2 separate regions of the Rattus norvegicus genome follow, and region 1 is linked to region 2. The links are chromatin contacts, called in public Hi-C maps. All regions are on one chromosome and are shown on one strand. Each heading gives the region's core, a stretch centred on a gene start, on an enhancer-like site or on the middle of the called end of the contact. The rest is flanking DNA. Distances are from core to core; before and after follow the strand shown.

The links. A called contact is a pair of places that touch in the nucleus more often than the background predicts.
Region 1: a Hi-C map of liver shows a contact between it and region 2, with 4 times the contacts expected there. The contact joins the enhancer-like site here to the promoter of Igbp1 in region 2.

The regions. Positions count from the first base shown.
Region 1 is chrX:69,875,788-69,882,814 of GRCr8, reverse strand. No RefSeq gene overlaps it. Among named protein-coding and RNA genes, the nearest start is that of Gdpd2, 13 kb to the right of the region's middle. Within about 2 kb of position 5,569, at least 31 of the 93 cell types and tissues checked have an H3K27ac peak or open chromatin away from gene starts, as enhancers often do. A contact at or near this core is called in liver, where this site is marked.
Region 2 is chrX:69,620,926-69,628,471 of GRCr8, reverse strand. It overlaps Igbp1 (immunoglobulin binding protein 1), which reads right to left and starts at 5,547. Exons shown (of 6, transcript NM_031624.3): 1 at 5,345-5,547; 2 at 4,703-4,996. The coding sequence starts at 5,535.

The DNA.
Region 1 (7,027 bases), core at 4,320-6,819, 250 kb before region 2:
GTATGTGCACATCAAGGTTGTTTACAGATGAAAGTTCATTTATAGACACCATCCTTGTGGCTACCTCACTGAAGAAATGTCTCTTCTTTTCCCATCAACCACTAACTGCATGACAAGGTACTGACGAGCACTCTTGTGTTTTTTGGGTACAGAATCTCAGGTAGGTCATTTTGGCCTGAGACTTGTCATGTATCTGAGAATGTCTCTAAACTTCTCCCAAGTACAAGGAATATGGACATGGACCATCACATCCGATATCTTTAGGCATCTGAAATATGTTGTGCTACTGGCTTCTGGATTGCATGATTTCTAAAGAGAAACAAGCTGGAATTTGACTCAGTTTTACCCCTATAAACCAAATATAGTTTATTTTGCTATTTTAAAGATTTCCTTGTGCTTAATTTTCATAAGTTTATGATATGTCTCAATATAAATTTCTTCTATGTGAAGTTTTTTTTAGAATCATTCTTATTTATGTATATATGTGTGGTATATGTGTGCAACCTCCCTTCCCCGTGTGTTAGAGAGATGGACACTCGACTCACTGAATGGCTTTGTGAGGACAACTGATGTGATATGACTTGGTTTCATCAGGATGGCTCTGATTTTACTGTAAATAAGATACCACGTTGGCCAAGGGTGGAAGCCTTGAGACTAATCAGGAAAGAGACTACTCACATAATTCAATTGAACAGGTGATTTTGTCATAGACCAGAGGAATAGCACCAGACAGAATGAGAAGAGGTGCAATTCTGGGTATATTTTGAAGAGATAGCTGATGGTATTTACTAATAGATTGGATATGAAGTGTTGTTCCAAGGATCTGCACCCCATAGAAACTAGGGAAGTGAAATTACTATTTTTTTTAAAAAAAAATGAGTTATACAAGTCCCTTAACTTTCTTCTTTCTTTAAAATAAAACATTTTTTAAATTATTTTATGTGTGTGCCTGTGGTGGTTTGAATTAAAATGGCCCCCCCATAGTTTCCTATTTTTCTGAGGTGGGAGGGTTGTTCAGGGAAGCAAATTAAGGAACTTGTATAACTTCTCTGGTTGAGGAAAATACATAGACATGTCAAGAGTGGATATAAAGAATAAAATTGTCTTCTCGATTTTCTCCTCTCTTTCCATTCTCCTTTACTGTAGTGGTTTGAATGAGAATAGCCTCCATAGACTCTTATATTTGAATTTTTAGTCACCAGGAAATGACACTATTTGAAAGGAGTAAGAGATGTGGCCCTGTTGGAAGAAGTGTATCAATAGGATGGGCCAAGTCCAGAGTCACTTTCTTCATGCCTGATGATCCAGATATAGAGCTCTCAGCTACTTCTCCAACACCATGTCTGCCGATACGCCACCATACTGACTGCCATGATGACAATGGACTAAACCTCTGAATCTGTAAGCAAGCCCAGTTAATCGTGCTCTTCTATAAGAGATACCACGGTTGTGGTGTCTCTTCACAGTAAACAGAACAGTGAGAGGAGTTGGTATGAGGGAGCTGGGTATTGCTATGGCAGACCTGACCATTCTGCTTGTTGGAGGAATGTGGACTTTGAGACTTTGTATTAGGAAACAGTTGAATACTTTTAGTGGGGCTTAATGGGCCATGCTAGCAGGGACATGGAAGGCTGTGGTACCGAGAGCAATGTAGATTATGATGGCCCAGCTAAAGAGGTTTCAGAGGAGAAGGATATTAGTAAGTGGCCTAGAAACTGTTCTTGTGGTGTTTTGGTGAAGAATGGGGTTGTTTTCTACCCTTGTCCTAAAAATCTGCCTGAGGATAAATTGAAGACTTTTGGATTAATGGTGTTGGCAGAGGAGATTTCAAAACAGCCTATGTCACATGGTTATTACTGGCCAGTTTTATACAGATCTATAACGAAAAGGAGCAAGTTCTGCAAGAAACAATATAAAATGTACAGTTTGAGGGGGAAAGGAGTATTGGAAAGTACAATGGAGCCAAGTCCTGTGCTCAAGGAGTTAAAAAGCACTAAAGAAAATCTGATTCTAAATGTAATAAAGGAATGGTGACCTCATAACAAGAACCCACCTAGTGGAACTTCCAATTTTTGAAAAGGAATTAAGGAAAAGTTTAGCAGTGGAGGAAACCATAGAAAACAGAAAGATGGTATAAATGTAATAGAACAAGTAGGGCATGTTTCAGCCCCAGCAAACAGAAGAACTTGACATCTTCAGCCACATGGTTCTGGCTTTAGAGTTAAGGATAGAAGAAAGGGGCTATGGAATCTCCCTCTGTGAGGAAGGAAAGGATAGCCGTGTGCTCTTCCATGGAGGCCCAGAGAGGCCCGTATGTGAAGCTGTAAAGGAAAACCTAGCTTGCCTTGGAGACCTCAAGATGTTGGAGATGCTAGACTCATAGGATACCTGCTGAGAAAACCTGCTACAAAGGAATAGAACCATTACAGGAGAAAGAAATGTGTTGCAGCCAACAAAGCTGAAAAGAGTTGGACATCACACACGGAGATGAGGAGTTTGGAGTGTGCCCAGCTTTCAGTCTTGCTTTGGTCCACTATTTCCTCATTATGATCCCCTTCCTTCCTTTTGGAGTGGTAACATGCATTCTGTGCCATTGTATGTTGAAAGTATGTGATCTGTTTTTTCATTTTGATTTTGTAGGGGCTTAAATTTAAAAAATTGCTTTGAGTCTCAGAAGAGACTTTGAACTTTGGACTTTTAAACAGTGTTGAGACTGTTACAGACTATGAGGGGTTTTGACATTGGACTAAAAATACTTTTTCATTATGATATGGCTATAAGCCTATGGGGGACAGGGAGTGGAATGTGGTTGTTTGAATAAGCATTAACTCCCACAGGCTCATATATTTGAATGCTTAGTCACTGGGGAGTGACGGTATTTGAAAGGATTAGGAGGTATCACCCTGTTGAAGAAAGTGTATCACTCTTTTCCTCCTGCCTGCAGATCTGGATGTAAAGATCTTAACTACTTCAGCATAATTTCTGCCTGTCCGCCACGATGCTTTCCACCATAACAATGGACTAAACATCTGAAACTGTAAGCCAGCCCCAATTATAAGAGTTGCCATGAGGGTTGGGGATTTAGCTCAGTGGTAGGGCGCTTGCCTAGCAAGTGCAAGGCCCTGGGTTCGGTCCCCAGTTCTGAAAAAAAAAAGAAAAAGAAAAAAAAAAGAGTTGCCATGCATGGTGTCTCTTCACAGTAATAGAACTCTGACCAAGACATAGGTTAGAAGAACACATTGGATGCCCTGCAACTGGATGGGTGTGATCGACTTTATCCATGTTGGGAACCAAACCTGGGTCTTCTGTAAGAAAAAATATTCTTTTATTTCCCTCCATCTTTATTAGCTTGGGTATTTCTTATTTACATTTCAAATGTTATTCCCTTTCTCGGTTTCCAGGCCAACATCCCCCTAACCCCTTCCCCTCTCTTTCTATATGGGTGTTCCCCTCCCCATCCTCCCCCCATTACCACCCTCCCCCAACAAGAAAAAATATTCTTTTTTTTCTTTTCTTTTTTTCGGAGCTGGGGACCGAACCCAGGGCCTTGTGCTCGCTAGGCAAGCGCTCTACCACTGAGCTAAATCCCCAACCCCGAAAAAATATTCTTAATCACTGAGCCATATCTCAGTGTGTGTGTGTGTGTGTGTGTGTGTGTGTGTGTGTGTGTGTGTGTGTAGATTAGAGGCCACCTTTTGGGAATTGTTTCTATCCTATCACCTGTGTTCCAGGAACTGAACTTGGATTGTAAAGCTTGACAAAAAAAAAATGCCTTTACCTGCTTGAATCATTTTGCTACCCTGTCTTTTAAAAAGGGAGAGGGTTGTTTTTATTCACGTGTATGTTTGTGCATTTATACACATATATGTGTGGCAGGCTTCAGGGACCAGAAGAGGGTGTTGGATACCCTAGAAAGGGAGGTACAGGAAGCTGTGAGCCACTCAGCATGAGTACTAGGAAGAAAACTTGGGTCCTCTGGAAGATTAGCAAGTGCTTCTAACAGCTGAGCTGTCTCTCCAGCTCCATCCTTCTCTGTATTTCTAATGAATCTGTGTAAAATCCCTTTAGATTCACTGTGTCTCTCTCTACTATACAGGCACTCTGACACTTAGAACAGTTTTGGTTGACAAGCCTCGGAGGAGGTCAGTAACATCGAGATGCTTTGACACTTAACTGGGAAATCTGCCAACTGCTAGTGCTCCCGTCTGAGGCCCCAGGGAGACAGGCGCCCCCTACCGGTTTGACGCAGCCCCAAAGCACAGGCAGGCGGCTGCGGTTGCTAGGCGACCAGGCAGCCTGAACAGAGCCAGAGAGATTGAGCAGTTGGGGGGAATTTGTAAGCACAGAGACCGTTTCTCTCTCCTTCCACTGCCTCTCCAGCGCCCTCGCCAAACAAATTAGGATAAGTCAGCACTGTTCACTGCTGTCTCATAATCTGAGCTCATTCTTGAAAATAGAGCTTTAGCAGGTGACCTCAGGCTTTGTGTGTGGAGAGGCAATGTCTTTTGGCCCACACATAGTTTCATCTAGGGGCCAGATAAGCAGGTTGCTGATGGCAGAAGTTTCCCATTTTCAAGGGGTGAAGGATGAAGACTGCTGATTTTAACAAAGGGAATTCTAGAAAAATTGAGAGTGGGTGGGAATAATTTTGATTAGTTCAGTGAAGTATCAAGATTTGCCCACCATTCTTGACGTGTGCCTCAGGAAACTCCTACTTTAGCCCATTACAGTAAAGGCTCAAAGGGAATGACAAAACCTAAAGGATTATATACACAGGTGACTCTTGAGTTAGGTTTCTCTGTGGAGAAGTGGAAAAGCTATCATCGGTGAAAAAGCAGACCCCTTTGAGTAGGGACAGAGTCCAAGAAGTGCAGAAGAAGTACAAAGAATGAGAGGAGGGTAGACCTGGAACTTGGAAACTTCTTGGCTCTGTGCCACCTTTCCTAGGATCATGCTGAAGTGCCCTGTCGTCATGAGGTCTCCAGGGACCAGGAATTCTCAGATTTCCCTTCTAGTAAGCTAGTAATCTGTGTAACCTGGGAGTAAGCCCATGCAGGCCAAGGCCACTCCACAATAACTTCTTCACTGAGACTCACATATGCCCTCTAAGTTAGTACAACAAAACCTTCATTGTGGTAGAGCCCCAATCCATAGCAAGAACCGGGAAGAGCTGTACCCAGGATTGTGCTTACAGGCTCTCCCTTGGGTGATACTAGGTTGAGGTACCTTGCAGCTGGAGAGCATTTGTCCTGGTCACTGTCTCTATCCACTGCAGCTTTACAAAACAGGATGGCAGGGGAGGCTCCTTGCTCCCCATGTTTCCAAATTGAACTGGGTCGGGGCTGTGCCTTGGCTCTATTAATAGCCCCCTAACCCAGCCTGCTAGCCCCAAACCCAGATGCCAGGAACTGTGAGTCAGCAGCTAAAAATAACGAGCAATTGCACCCAAAATCCAAAGAGCAGCTCCCCTTGGCCTTCTGCCCTCAAATTTTGGTCAGTCTTAGTCTCCAGTCCTGGGTCTCATGAATGTTCAGTGCCTACAGCAGTCTGATCTTCCTAGGAGGGAGAGTTTGCGGTGGCCAGCTCAGAATTCAGTACACAAAGCTAGGAGCTAGGAACGCGGTCTGAATTGGTGCTGGAGCTCTGGGAATCTGGACGCTGGGAGTTGGAGTTAGAGAACTGCAGCCAGAACTGTGTGGCTGGAGGTGGATGGTATACGAAGAGGAGGGGAAAGGGAGGGAGATGGGAGGGGGAGGGGAGGGGGTGGGAGGGGGAGGAGAAGAGAGAAGAGGGAAGGGAAGGGAAGGGAGAAGGGAAGGGAGAAGGGAAGGGAGAAGGGAAGGGAGAAGGGAAGGGAGAAGGGAAGGGAGAAGGGAAAGGAGAAGGGAAGGGAGAAGGGAAGGGAGAAGGGAAGGGAGAAGGGAAGGGAGAAGGGAAGGGAGAAGGGAAGGGAGAAGGGAAGGGAAGGTAAAAGGGGAGGAGAGGGTAGGGATGGGGAGGGGTGGGAAGGGGAAGGAAAGGAAAGGAAAAAGGAAAGGGAAAAGGAGAAAGTGAAGAAACTGCAAGGTAAGAGCCTGGGCAACTGACAAGGGCAGAAAAAAAAAAGTGTGCGAGATGGGAAGCAAGTATATGCCCAAGTATATGTCAAGTATATGTGAGGTACAGCACGCAGTACCTGACAGGCTGGGGGCTCCAAGAGCTGAGGTCAGTAGTCGGCTAGACTGAGGAGTGGGATTGGGAAGAGGGAAAGGTAATAAAGGAATGCAGTTTGAAACACAGCGTGATCTGTTCAGTTTAAGGCAACATGAACCTTCAAAGGGCCTGGCCAAACAGCAGTCTTGGCTTTGGCTCCTCCAGCCCTGCCATGCCTGCCTGGGTCGGATGTGTGTCCGAATGGAGAGTGAGGGGGGGCGGCGATGAAAGAGTGGGGTGTGTGTGTGTGTGTGTGTGTGTGTGTGTGTGTGTGTGTGTGTGTGCGCGCGCGCGTGCGTGTGTGTGTGTGTGTGTGTGTGTGTACGCGCACGCGCGCGCGTGAGTGGAAGTCTGGGGCCGCGCACGCGCGCGCGCTGCCACTGCAAATTCAAACTCGCCTCCATCCACAGAAGACCTTAAGTGTTCAGAGGCATACTGGGAATTGTAGTTTCTACGGCTGCCAGTAACCAAGGTGGGGAGGGGGACCAGAGAGGTAGGGTCTTGTTCTGAGATGCTAATGCTGCTCCGAGTCCTGATCTTGCGGGAGAGAAGGAATCGAGGACTTTTTGCTGTCCTGACTAAAATATTAATTTGACTGGCATCTGAGTCTAGTCAGGAACTGGGATGAACAACCGTGTAATGAAGGATTGCAGGGTCAGCCACAGAGCCCATACTTGTTCCAGCTTTTTTTCTTCCCACTCCCTTTCTACCTGCTTTACCATCACCAGGTCAGCTCCGCTCTGGCCTTCTCAACTTTTAGTTTTACAAGCAACAACGTAATGAGGAATTTGCTCCTCAAGGAAAAGGCTAGCTTGAACCAGACCCTACACCAATC
Region 2 (7,546 bases), core at 4,298-6,797:
GCTTTAACTATGATCCATGAGATACAATACAATTGGAATATTAATACACTACTAGTCATGGCCTCTGACCTTGAAAAATTCAAGTCTAGAGACTGAAAGTTATACTATGCTAAATATTGTGAATTAAAGTATGTGTTAAGGTGTGTGTGTGTGTGTAGGGGGGTATGTGGGGAGTGGCCTCAGAATGAATATAACATTTTGCTTCTGTGAATTTCTCTATTTCTACTTTGTTAGGTCTCTTCTGATTGGTATTTCCTTCCCTTTTCTCTCCCAACTCACTCTGAATTCCTATCTTTTCCACCTATATGTTTTTCCCATCGGAAGAGACATCTATGTTCACCAAAGTAGAGAGATCCTAAATGTTTTGCATTAGTCACAAAGTTTTAGTTGCATATTTCCATTTGTCTATGGGCATGGCTATCTAGTTGCCACTTAAGAACCTAAATCCACTAGGTTATTACTTACCCAGCTTCTACTTTCATTTCTGTTAAGAGAATGAAGGCGCTGTTACTCAAACACAATCAGACTTAGTCCTCAAAGATGCTTAAGAGAATATGCACAGGGAAGCAGATATGAGAGTAGACATACCATTTAGGTGTTTTATTTAGGATAGTCTCAGTATCTAGAGTCATGAATAGAAGGAGTTACAGAAAGCAAGAGTCTGAATACTCGGGGGGGGGGGGGTGTTTGTTTGCAGTATGAGAGATTGAGCCCAGGCCCTCAAGCACTCAAAGTAAGCACTCTATCATATAGCTACCAAATTTGCTCTGAACAATTTTTCTAGTCATGCAAATGCTTCTTATAAAAGCAGTACTTGGGATAACCATAACTTCCCTTTTATTGTTGCGTTCCTGTTGGACCACTGTTAGCTTGAGGCCCTACCGTTTCCAATCAGTATTTTGTACACATCACTTCGTGTACACCTGTGCTCATACTCCTCTTGGTTCTTCTGTTGGACCGGACTATTATCTATTCCCTGTACACACTCAGATCTGCTTCTGTTTGGAATATGATCGTGTTGACTCTCCTATTTGTCAACAATAAACATTGTTGGAACACTTTGTACATGCCAGGCCCTGTGCCAGGCATACCACGATGAACAAGAGAGAAATGGTTCCGACCCTTATAGAGCACAGGTTCTAATAGAAGAGAGACAAACCTGAGATGAACACATGACATAACTGCACAACAGCTACATGCCATGAAGCAAACAAATGTGGCGGGAAGAGAGAATGACAGATGTTCATTACTTAAAGAGACTGGTGCAGAAAGGGATCTCTATAGAGTAACATTTAAGCTGAGACCTACACAATGAAGAATTAGCCATATGAAGAAAACTGAATACAGAGAGAACAGCACATAGAAAGAAGGAAGGAATCGGTCTATTCAAAGAACCAGAAGGCAGCCACTGTAGATAGGGTCCGATGAGATGAGCATGTGATGAAAACTGGAGAAATAGACACCAGATTACACAGGGCCTTGGCTACCTGAGGTTGGGAGGTACTGATGGCTTAGACCAGAGTGTGCTAGTGGAGACAGAAGGCAACAGGAAGGTAAGATAGCATTTTTGTTAGAATTCACAGGCCTGGAGGATGGACTAGATTACGGAATTCAACAAAGGTCCATGTAGTGTCCTGCTTACATAGCCAGGTGAATGCCGGTGCACTCACTGAAACACTGAAGACCTGGGTATTCGGGCACACTCGGGAGTGAAAAGCCATGGGTTTGAGCTAGAGATGTAGAGTGCTTTCCTGGTATGCATGAGGCCCTGGAATCAACCCCTAGCACTACAACAGGAAAGGAAAAGGAAGAAATAGGAAAAAAGCTAGTGTCTGTGAATCCCCGTAAGTGGTGTTAGAATCACAGTCAGAAGAATTATAGGACAGTACCACGAGTTCAGGAGCATTAGTATAGAGGCAGTGTTGACAACGCACCTGTCACACAGGTTAAAAAAAAGTTCAAAGATCAAGATTACAGGCCAAAGAAATGGAAATCAAAGTTAGATCCTTTTCCTGTTTGACTAATGGGATTTGCTAGTGTTGACATTCAGGGAGTTTAAAGGGGCAATACTTTAAGACTTTGTTCTTGTGGATGGCAACATTGTTGTCATCCCTCAAGGGTCTTAAAATATGCAAAGAGGCTCTAGCGCAAGGAAACAGTAATCACAGCAGTACAAATGTTTGTTCAGAGTATTACTTAGAATCACATACATACCCCAAGCAAACAAACAAACAGAAAACCCACCCCAAAATGCAAGCAAAATCAGATCTGAATACGTGACAGTAACAATTTAAATGATTATGGTACAACTAGAGAATGGAATATTACAAAACCATCAAATATGGTTTCAAATGACAGGGGAAATGCTGACAATATTAGCTTTTTAAAAAAACAGGATAAAAGCTGTTTTACAGTACTCTTCATAATTTATTAACTAAAATAACTGTAGATCTGAAAGAAAACATAGCAGACAGTTAACAATGACATCTATGAATACTAATTACGGCTTATTTTTTGATTTAAAAATATTCTTGTTTTGCAAATTTTCAACGATGAGTTTACTTTCATATTCAGGAAATCTATAGTTTCTAAGTTTAGTGATCTTTCGAGACTAATTCCACAGGCCACTGTGTTCTGAACTTTTTCCTCACTCCTCCAACCAGATATCACTTCCTTACCTGTGTCTGTTTCTCAAGGCATCTACAGTCTTTCTGGGTGTACAAACAAGTCACTAGCTTAGGTTTTGATCTATGCCTACAGGCAATTTGTCAGTTTCAGAGAAGATTCTGGAATCTATTTGGTATTATTCTAGCCGATTTCTTTAAAAATTGTTCACTGAGACTCACTGTTCCCATCTACATTTTTCTTATTCTTCATACCCTTAGCAACTGAACCTGAAAATTTCTGCACATGCATTATGACTCAAACTCGGTGCCTTGTATATGCTAGGTTGAATGTACTTTATCCACCAGGTTACTATCTGTATCTACCAGAACCAAAGCTTCATAATAATACTGATCTTAGGCAGTTTTTAACATCTAGACTACTTCCTAGTATTCGTGAAGGCTTAGTAGGTAGCGAATTCTCAAATCTCTAGAGTCCAAGTCTTACCTGTGAGCTTTAGGGTATCGGATATCTCTACTTAGATATCTTGCGGGTTACCTCAAATTCAACATGTCTCAGTACTGAATTTATGCTCTGCCCTATCCCAACTTATGTTTATAACTTCAAATATTTTTATCAATTATTTCAGAATTTCATATACACTGTGTTCAGTGTTCTGGTCATATTCACTTGCAACTCCTTCCAAATCAAACCAACCCCCTCCTATCTCCTTGTCCTTTTTTTCTTTATAACCCAATTTGTGCTATTTACTCATGGGTGCTAGGCCAATTTATGCTTCCTAACCATATTAGGTACCACTGTTATTTAATTTCACCTAAGACTGAACCTAAGGCTTACACTGATTAAATAACTTAGTCAAAGTCCAACGCCTTAGAAGGAAAGCTGAGACCCAAAGCCAGAGCTCTGCTTCTGCCATCATAACTACACTTGACCTTGACTGAGCTGAGTTTTTTATATGTATTTCTCTGCTAATCCTCCATAAAATACTCTATGATGGAGTACCTACTATCTCCATTTTTCACCTGGGGAAATTAAGTAATCTACCCCAAATCAGAGTACCTAACAATGGGCCTCAAGCTTGGTCCTTACCTTCCTCACATTCTCAGTTCTCCCTGATGTGAGTCCTATGACACTCGTCCTCGTTATTCCTTCTGCCTCCCTCCACCTGTTAGCTCTAGCCTTATTTTATCGCTAGGGGCAGGATGGGTGGGCAAGCACTGTTCTCCACCCACACAGCTCCATGCCAGCTTTGTTTACTTAATGCCTCTGTGGCTTTACTAATTCTATTGCTTTGTCGGGCTAATGCCACCCTTTCTTCATCCTCAGCCTCATATCCTTAGTCCTCTTAAACACCTCAGAACAGGACTCCCCCTTCCTGAGAAGCCTAGTTCTCATTGGTTCCCTCTCTGCCTGTGTGTTCCCCTGACTGCTTCCACAGGACCCCACACATCTCCCTCCACTGCATTTTATACTGTCATGCTGCTTCTACGCTACTTTTCCTCACCGGAGATCTATGATCACCCACATTCATACAAACACCCAATCAGTTTCTATCCCCAGTGCCTAACTTTGTTCTTAAGACACTGAGCATTCATTGAATTTTCTTTTAAACTAAGGTTAAATCAAAGTTACATGATGCTGTAACAGGGCTATGATTAATTCAGGATGCTATACATCCCAGCCTGTATGCCTTCTAAACAGATTTGCTCAGTAAATAGTTCAAAATATTGTGTACTTTTGAAATAGTTTCCCCATACAAACAGCATTATGCAGTGATATGGAAAAGGTTAAGATTTACTTTGCTACACCTAATGGTTGGGATAATAAACATTGCCACTAGTGACAACCATTAAGGTGTGTGTTGAGGGGTTGGGAGGTCCTGAAGTTTTAGTACAACCCCCTCAACCATGGCAAAGCCTTGTTAAGATTCAGAAAAGTTTGCTTTCACCAGGGTCTATGTTCATTAAGAACCAAGAAAATAACATACACTATTCTGTAGTCCACGCACGCACACACACCACACATACCAACACATGCACCCCCAACTACAGCCCTCAAATTACAGCCATTGACCCACCTCTCTATTTTAGCCTGTCTTTGAGATGCCATAGCAACGAGATTTGGATAGGCCATGGAGGAGCGAGCAGTATTATTTTCAGCTGAGTTATTCTTGGTTTGGGGTAGCTGAAACTCTGCCACATGATAGCAATGACACTGAGTTAAGAAATGTATGAAGTGTTCTCGAGCCCGCTGCAAATGATCTAGACGCTTGCTGGGGTTGACTTGTTTCATGGTGAGAGCTCCTTGCAACGCTGGTACCATCAGGTACTTCAGGTCGATAGAAGCAATCTCTTCCAAATCTTCATTTCGGCTGGAAAGAGCAAAGAGGAGGCGGTGAAGCCTGGTTGAGCGTTAAACTGTGGCCCTTGCTTCTAGGGAAGAACAGGGCTGGGAGAGAGTGGTGCAAACACATTGGCCAGGTTAAAAGAAAGTGGTTGAGCTTGCATACCCAAGGATCAGGCAGTCAGCCGTACACGAGGGGGCATTGTCCTGGGATACTAACCATCTCCGAGGAGAAGTGGACAATGGAAAGAATGCACACAGGGTGAACAAGTAGGAACTGAGCGGTTCTAGCCTTAAAGGTCCTTTCCACCCAAGTGCAATGGCTCTGCCCTTGCTAACTATTCGTTCTCTGCAGTTACTGCCCTCTCCCCCATACCTGAACAAATCAAGCTGCGATAACATTCCGGCAGCCTTCTCAAGGAGTTCTAGTCCTTTGGACACCTTATCCTGGATTGTTCGGGAGCCGGTGGGTTCAGTTGCTACTTCCAACTCCTCCAGAAGTTTCTTGCTGGTTTCGAAGAGCTCCGGAAGCCGCGGCAGCAGTAACTCTTCTTCAGACGCTGCCATCTTGTGGAAAGAAAGAAACCCGGAAGAATTTCTACCGAAGTCAAAGGTAAACTCTGTAAAGATGAGCCCCAAAGCTCTCACGACACAGGAAGCAGTACCGCATTGGCCAGCTGCTTGTTACCAAAACTTCCCAAATGACTTCTGGGAATCGCAGTTTTCTGGCCCTAGCAACCGTTTCCAGGGACTCATTTTCAGCAAGCCGCTTGTTTTAAAGTCGTTTGTGCTGTTTTACTAAAGATGGGCTCCTTGTGGCCAGAAGCGGACTTGCAAGTTCCTAGGACTCTGAGGCCCGTGAGTGGCGGGACTGATTTCCATGCTCCAGCCAGCCTGAGCAAGTAAACGTGTTCCACGCGTGGAGGACCACACGCGTGCCTTGCCTGGGAAGTCAAGTCGTTCCCGAAGTAGAGTCCTGATCGCCAGGGGCCACTCTCTGGGTTTTTGGTTCTGCTTACCATAGCGGGTATGAAGTTGCGCTCTCAACCAATGCCCGCTCTCAACCGCGCCACAGCCTTCTGTCCCCATTTAAATTCGAACGCCCTTTGGGCCAGCACCCTGTGAAGCCTTTCTCTTCGATCAGGAACATTTGAAAACTTGCAACTCCCATCTACCAACAGCCGGCTGCCATCCTTTCTTATAACTTTCTTTCCAGGTCACATTTCTAGGCAATCTTTAACTCTCACCCTGTACACTGTGCCATTCACCCAGTCCTATGGGTTTCTTCTGTGCATACATATAGCACGGACCACACTATGGCTAGCATTTTACAAAATCTATCTACCTTCCAGAATGATTCTGATCCGTCTTAGCTCCTCCTCTGGCTAGCCTTCATACTTAAGCTACCCAGAGTCATGATATAAATAGAAAAATAAAGCTATCTCTTTGGAAATCATCCCAGCTTTGCAGAATGGCGCTGTTTAATAGGTGGATGGCTACCTAGTGCTCAGATATGGTTATCTTAAATTTAGATGTGTTGTAAAAGTAAACTACACGTCAGATTTCGGTTACATAATCAAAACATGTAAACATATCTCAACGCTTTGACTACATGTTGAATAATATTTTTTGAGACAAGGTCTCATGTAATCCAGTCTGGTTTTGAAGAAGGATGACCTTTAACTTCTGATCCCACGTGCAGGGATTATAAGAAAGTGTTACCACATTTGGTTTATGTGCTGCTAGGGCTTGAACCCAGGGCTTTGTGCCTTCTACACAAGCACTCCACCAACTGTACCACACGCACCCAATAATAGTATTTTTGTATCTTCAGTTATGCATTCTTACATTTTGTTTTTAAAAATAATATGCCAACTAGTTTTTGTTGTTGTTGTTGTTGTTTTGTTGCTGCTTTGAAACAGGTTCTCAAACTTGCTATGTAGGCAAGGATGAAATTGAACTTCTGACCCTTGGTTTCCATCTCCTGAGTGATGTTTACACCTGCAAAGTAGTGCAGCAGAGTACAATCATACCTGGTTCATGCTGGGGATTGGACACAGAGCCTTGTGCATACTTACACAAGCACTCTACCAACTGAGTTACATTCCGGGTCCAATCTACAAGAAAAATGTAAAGCAAATGTATTATAAATTTATCATTATTATTTATTGTATTGTGCCTATGTTGTATGCGTACTTGGGTACACATGCCATGGCACACGTGTTGAGGGCAGAGAACAGCCTTGTAGAGTCAGTTCTTTCTTTTCATCTTTATGTGGATTCTAGGAATTGAACTCAGGTTGCCAGGTTTGTGCAGCAAGTGCCTTTACCTGCCATCTGGCTTGCACTAGCTGGTTTTGTGTGTCAATGTGACACAAGCTGGAGTTATCACAGAGAAAGGAGCCTCTCTTGGGGAGATATATCCATGAGATCCACCTGAAGGCATTTTTTCAATTAGTGATCAAGGGTGGGAGGGCCCATTGTGGGTGGTGCCATCCCTGGACTGGTAGTTCTGGGTTCTATAAGACAACAAGCTGAACAAACCAGGGGAAGCAAGCCAGTAAGTAACATCCTTCCAT